Regions from separate parts of the Macaca mulatta genome. Here region 1 is linked to region 2. The links are chromatin contacts, called in public Hi-C maps. All regions are on one chromosome and are shown on one strand. Each heading gives the region's core, a stretch centred on a gene start, on an enhancer-like site or on the middle of the called end of the contact. The rest is flanking DNA. Distances are from core to core; before and after follow the strand shown.

Evidence for each region. Hi-C and Micro-C count contacts between places; a contact is called where the count stands out from the background.
Region 1: a Hi-C map of fetal cortex germinal zone shows a contact between it and region 2, with 3 times the contacts expected there. The contact joins the promoter of STX16 here to the promoter of LOC699403 in region 2. A contact is called at or near these places in 2 of 14 Hi-C or Micro-C datasets (cortical neurons and fetal cortex germinal zone).

What each region holds. Positions count from the first base shown.
Region 1 is chr10:111,442,445-111,445,760 of T2T-MMU8v2.0, reverse strand. It overlaps STX16 (syntaxin 16), which reads right to left and starts at 1,351. Exons shown (of 9, transcript NM_001257651.1): 1 at 534-1,351. The coding sequence starts at 614. It overlaps LOC144332207 (a long non-coding RNA gene), which reads left to right. Exons shown (of 3, transcript XR_013400091.1): 3 at 403-600.
Region 2 is chr10:111,109,449-111,112,398 of T2T-MMU8v2.0, reverse strand. LOC699403 (serine/threonine-protein phosphatase 4 regulatory subunit 1) reads left to right here and starts at 1,341. Exons shown (of 19, transcript XR_013400073.1): 1 at 1,341-1,551; 2 at 2,484-2,528. RAB22A (RAB22A, member RAS oncogene family) reads right to left here and starts at 2,190. Exons shown (of 7, transcript NM_001193817.3): 1 at 1,880-2,190; 2 at 759-838. The coding sequence starts at 1,915.

The sequences.
Region 1 (3,316 bases), core at 102-2,601, 330 kb before region 2:
ACAACAACACAACTGCTTCCTCTTTAGGAGAGGGAGTCGTTCATTTGCAAGGATTTGGGTCCATGGTCCCGCGACCCAGCCATTAGGACCGAACTGAGGCTCACTATTGGGGGGAGGGGAGCTTCAAACAAAACGAAACAAAAAGGCTTCAGAAAGGCCCAATGCTTCCCAATGTTAGCGTTAAAACATATGTAAATTACAGGCGGCCTGTAGCGCAGTGACGCCAAGGCGGGGGATGCGCGGGGGGGGTGCTGCGGAAGTGAGGAGAAGACAAGGCAGAGGTGGAGCTGCGGCCTCACAGCACCGCTTTTTCCCCATCCAGGGTTACAGATGCCCCCTGATTCTAGCCAAGAGATCTTATTATCCTTAGTCTTATTATTCTTATCTTCTTTTATTAAACAGAGAGACAGACAGAGACAGACAAACAGGCAGAGCCGCAGTGCACACGGTCCGTGTGTCGGAGAGGCCGCCGGGAGACTCACCGCAGCAATGCTACGTGAATGCAGAGGGCTGGAGGTGGTGTGACTACTCACTTGCTCGGCTAACAGCTGCCGGTTTTGGATGGAATTATTCCGCAACAACAAGAAAGCGTCGGTTAAACGCCTGGTGGCCATGTCTCACCCTTTGTGACCCCCCTCTCAGGGGCCCCCCGCCCACTTATATTCCTGGTTTATTCACTTTCTTTCTCTTGACCCGGCCGGCCCACCCTTTCACAGAAGCTTCTCGACAAGGCCTCAGGCTTCAAGCCAAAAAGACGCAGCTGTGCCCTTCGCCAAAGCGTAGAGACCCCTCCCCAAATAACTACCTAGGCTTTCCAATTGTCTGACTCCCCCTACCCAGGACCGACTTCGATCTCTAAGCACTTGAATCCCCCCAATCCTTGCGTAGCGATCCAACGTTCCAGAGACCCCACCCCAATCCAACCTTGGATCTACAAGCGTCTAACTCGCCAATCCAGCTCTGGACTGGGAGGCCCTGAAGCCCCCTACTCCCTGAGACCCCCAAAGGTCTTTGCTCTCTACCCCTAACTTGGCTCGTAAGCGTCTAGGCCGTGCCCTGAGGTCTGGCTGTGACTCAGTTTCCCCACCAGAGGCCTGGCCTAGGCCCTCTTTGGACAACCGGAGCCAGGCCTGAGGCCTGGACTCCAGGGCGCCTGCAGCTCCCTTCTGGGGCCTTGTCTGAGCCTGCTGAGGCCCTGCCCGACCTCCTGACCCCTTCCTTTCCTGGGTGGCCTGGTCCTCCACTGCCAGCAGGCTGCTGGCCTGCAGGAGGACAGCAGGGCCTGCCTCCCCGGCCTTCTCACTCCTCTTCTCCGGCTCCCTCCATCCCCGGATCTGACTGCAGCTCAGCCCCGGGCCGTTTCCGTACTGTGGTCCCGGGTTCTGGCGTCCCCCCTGGCCCTCTTCCTGTCCGTCCCTCGCGAGTGCCCCCCTGCGACTCTCGCAAGCCTTGCTTGCAACGTTCCGGGCGCGGGAGCTCCCTGCACTCCTGCCCCGGGGCACGAGAGTGCTCCGCCCTCTCCCGGGGTGCTCCTGGGGCGCCCCGTTTCGCCTTCCCCAACTGGGTCTAGGCACTAGGAGCAGGCCAGCGAGCAGGCCCGAGCCTGGGGAGCGTGACCCCCAGGCTGCAAACCGCTGCCAGGGCCCTTGGTCCCTGCATTAGAGTGGAAGTTGCGCGGCAGGCAAATTTGGGCTCCCCGAGAGCCGAAGTTTTGGGCGCGGGGAGTTGGAGCGGGAGAGGAAAAGTTGGAGACGACTGCCTCTGCAGGCCGAGCACGCTCTACTGCAGGCGCTGGCGCTCGCTTTTTTTTTTTTTTTTTTTTTTTTTTTTTTTTTCCCACTCTGAAAAAAGATGTACCCGACAAACAACCAGGAGGAAAAAAAAGGAAAAAAAAAAAAAAAAAAAAAAAAGCGAAAGCTCCAGGCAGTCTGGCCGCGCAGCCGCCGGCAGTCGGGGGTCGTTGGGGGCGCCCGCCCTCCCCAGCTGCCGCTTTCTGTAGGTGGCACTACAGGGTCGTGGAATCTCAAGTGGAAAAGTTCCCCGAAAACTTTGACACCTCCTGCCCCCGTCCCCGCGAAAAATATCTCTGTTCCCCGCCTGGGCCCTGGCCCGGAGCACCCCGCGCCCCTGGCGTCCCGGGCCCGGTTTCTCGCCGTTGGCCAGGCCCGGGGCGCCCTAAGCACCCCGGCTTGCCGTCCCGGGCCAAGTCGGCGGGGTTCGTGCAGGGGCTCCTCGGGGCCGCGTCGGGCAGCAGCTGCCCGGGCCCGAGCACGGCGCCCAGAAACAGGCGGGCGCCCAGTGACGGAGGCTCTGGTCTGGCCCGGAGCCGCCCGGGAAGCCTGAGGCCAAGGGCCTGGCCCAGCGCTCGGCGGGAGCGGGTCGAGGGCGCAGAGCTGTGCTGCTGCGCCTTCCGGGCCCCCGGTCTGTCTAGGGCCGGCTTCCCCTTGCCGGGCGAGGGTGCGGGCCGGACTCCGGAGTGGGGTTCCAACAAAACACCTAGGCCCCAGAAGCGGCCCCCACGCGTCCTTTGTTTCTGCGTGGAACAAACTTTACACACGTGTGTTTTCCGAGGGTTTCCCGTGTGCTGAGCGCTTGCAAAGCGGAGTCGCGCCCGGGGAGACGCGAAGCCGGTGCCCGCGGCTCACCCAGGGACCCCGGCCGGACAGCGGCACCCGCGGGGCGCGTGCGGGACCCCCAGACGACCGGGGAAAACGCCGGTAACCGCCCCCCGCCGTGCTTTTTCTCTCACGGAGAACGTTCCCGCGCGTTCGTTGTGGAACTAAAAATTAATGTCAAACATATCCATTGAGGCAAATAACAAAATGCATACAACGAAACCCACATAAAATCGAGAGAGCCGCGAGCGGGGCTGGGCGAGTTCACTGTGAGAACCCGCCAGCTTCCGCTCTGCGCGGAGAGCAGGGCACTCGCCCGGGGACGCTTCGCTGCGGTGGAAGATTCGGGCGACAGGGGACCGGGTCGCCTCGCGGGCCGGGTTGGGGGCTGCAGGGGCGCGCTGACAGGCCATCCAAAGACAGAGGCCCTGGGGAGGGAAATTCGGGGAGCCTGTGTGCTTAGCGCGGTGCCCCAGGAAATATTTGCCCAATAAGGGAGAGTTCTGTCCTCACCCGCGGCAGATCCCCCCGCGAGCTCTGACCCCAGCAGCACGGCCAAGCCTCCCCCCTCGCCCCTTTAGGGGACAGTTATTTGTAAATAACAACTGAGCTGGTTGTCGGTAGGAGAATCAGATTAGAAACATGGTCCCCACTCTGTTCCTATCTCCCCAGCACTCATCACCTCGCAAAGCAGGGGGTCT
Region 2 (2,950 bases), core at 92-2,591:
TATCTCTATTAGTCAAAGAATGATCTGCATAGAGCACAAAGGCCAATATTATCCTAGCGATGGATAACATTGATTTTTTCTTTAAATGCTGGAAGGCATTTGAGGGTTTGATGATAAAACTACAGCATAGCACCTATTTAGTTTTATAAAGCTAACATAGTATTAAAGCCTATAAAACACAACTTCTTATGTAGTCAAAGGATTAGTATTGCAAAATGAAAAGTTTTCTTATAGAGTCAAAAACATATGAACAATCACCTTTACTTGTCCCTAGAACCAGAGAACTGAAAAAACCTTCCATTTCAATACGAATTTATTAATTTCTTATTACTACCAGTACAGGCATGTGTAAGCGTTCAGATCTCAGCCTACTACTTTCAGGAAGGACAAAAAGCATCTAAATGTGTTTTACTTGATATCCCTGAAAGAATAGCACCACGATCTATTTTCATCTGCCTTATTTCAAGGTGTAATTGTTGTTGATATTTATAGATTGAAGTTTCTGTGTCTATTCTAATAATTAGCAGAACTCCAATTCATATTTGCATTTTTAAGTTTTCACTCCCAACAAGTCTGAAGATAGTTTTCCTAAAATACACAGATCCTCACTGTACTCCTTCAAGTCTTCCAGAGATGATGTGAACCAGCGACTCAGAATTCAATGAATATAAAGTGCAGGGCCTACACCTGTAACACACTACGTATTTGGAAGGATTTTCAATGCACCTTTAGATGTGTATCAAATAAAAATCTCTTACCCTATTGTTGGGTTGATGTTTGGATCAAAACTGTCTTCCACAAACCGCCACACAATACTCGATTTACCTACACCTGTATCCTGAAAGAGAATGAGACGTGTGACTGAGAAAAGTTTACCTTTTGGCAGACACCAAAAACTACTTTGTGGCGTAAGTTCAGGATTTTAGAAAAATCACCCTAGATGTGTAAATTTTATAAACTGAGGAACACAAAAGCGATTGTCATAAAAATTCAGTGGAGTAATTAGGAAATTCCAAATGTGCTAAAAGAGTGAGGTTTTTGCAGTTTTTAAGACAGATTAGGACCTTTTGAAAGACCCAAAGTTTCTGCTTCGTGTAAAAAGTAACAAGTCCACTTGCTTTCTAACATATGTTAGTAAACTTTGAACTCCTGGGTTACCTCTGAGTAATCCCTGAAGAATCCTAGCCCCACCCTATTTTGGGGGAATAAAGATTAGTTAATGGAGTTCCTGTCTATCTTTTAAGGCAGAAACTGGAATGACAGCATCAATTTCAGAAAGAAGGCTTTGAAATGGCCAACCTTGTCCTTCCTGACAAGACAGGAAGCTGAAGCTTCAAACTAGTCTTTGGGGCTTCCTGATTTGAACACCCCCTTTCTCCACGGGAAGAGTTACTTGGCAAAGTAACTCTTTGGAGAAGTGGCAGGGGTATCCCACAAGTTCAAAAACACCCTCAAGAGACAAAGTAGTCTAATGCTGCTTGTAAAACCTAAAGACCTGTTATGGGTTTTGCTTGAGAAGACTCGGCCAACTCCCTCCCAACTAATACCTTGGTAAGTTGGGAGAAAACTATTTAAAAGCCTCTCCTAACCCAGATGCAATGGAGAGGCAAGGCGGGGCTGTTTGCTCTTTAAGGGGCGGGAAGAGTCCACGGGCTCCAGGGAGGGGAAGGGGAAGGGGAAGGGTCCCTCCGGCCTCCAGGACCTTCTGGAGGGTGCAAGAGGTGGGCGGGACAGCTCCTGACCTGGAGGGAGGGTCCACGGGGCTGGAGACAGCGTCTTGGACGGGGGATGGGGGAAAGAATGAGGGGACATGGGGGATCCGGGGTCCCCGCCAGCCCAGCCTCCCGTGGCCCTCCCGGCCAGACCCACCGCCACTCACCCCGAGCAGACACACTTTGAGCTCCCTCAGCGCCATGGCCCGGGAGCCACGGGCGCGGGCCCGCCGCCGCCCTAAGTTGAGAAAGGAGAGGCCGGGCCCAGCAGGAGCATCCCCTGGCGCCGCTGCCGCCAGACAGCCCAGCCCCGGTCCGCGCAGAGGCGGCTGCCGCCCGTCCTCTGGCCCTAGGTTCTGCCTGTCCGCTGCCAGCCGCGTGGGGCCCGCCTTAGCAGCCTGGACGCCGCCGCGGCCTTCCGGGCGCCGCCGCCGCCGCCATCTTGGGACGCCGGCCGGGTCACCTGACCTCCCCGCCCACCTCGGCAGCCACCTTCACTGAGAGGGCGGGGCCGACCGGCCGGCGCGGGCCGGGGGCGGGGCCTGAAACCTACGGCCCCGCCCCTGTCTACAGGCTCCCCCACCCCTGTCCGTCCAGCCTCCAGGCCCATCCCAAGATGGCGGGTGAGTGGGGTTGGGTTCGGGGGACGCCGGGGGTGCTTCCCTCCCTCTCGCCCCGTGACCACCCCGCGAGGCCGAGGGGCCCCTGCCCGACCCCGTCCTCTCTCGCCGCAGCCCCCTGGTAACTCCTTGTGTGTTTCTTGGTTTTCAGAGATCCCCCTGTACTTTGTGGACTTGCAGGATGACTTAGACGACTGTAAGTAAGAGTTGGGGCACCCCTATCCCTCCCTGGGACGCTCTCAAAGAATTCAGGGTGCACGAAGCGCGGGGCAGGGAACTCTCAAGCCAGGCCCTCCTCGTCAGGACCAGAACAGCGGGACCCCCAACTGCCTAGATCCACTGGGGGCGGTCCCTCCCCACTGGGCGGGGCGGGCTGAGGGTGGGAGCCCTTCCCTCGAGGGAAGGATTTTTGTTGTTGGGGAAACTTTTGACTTCCTGTCACTTCTTTTCTTCCTACGCCTGCAGCTGCCCCGGGATGGGCGGAGGGGGTAGTTCCAAGTCCTAGTCGACTCAGGGCGGGGGGCCCGCCACCTGGGAGTTGGGTGACTTCCCTCTCAGGGCCTCGCCCTTTTCCTAGGGACTTTTAGGAGTGCTGGGGGGTTGGGGAGGTCCCGCTCT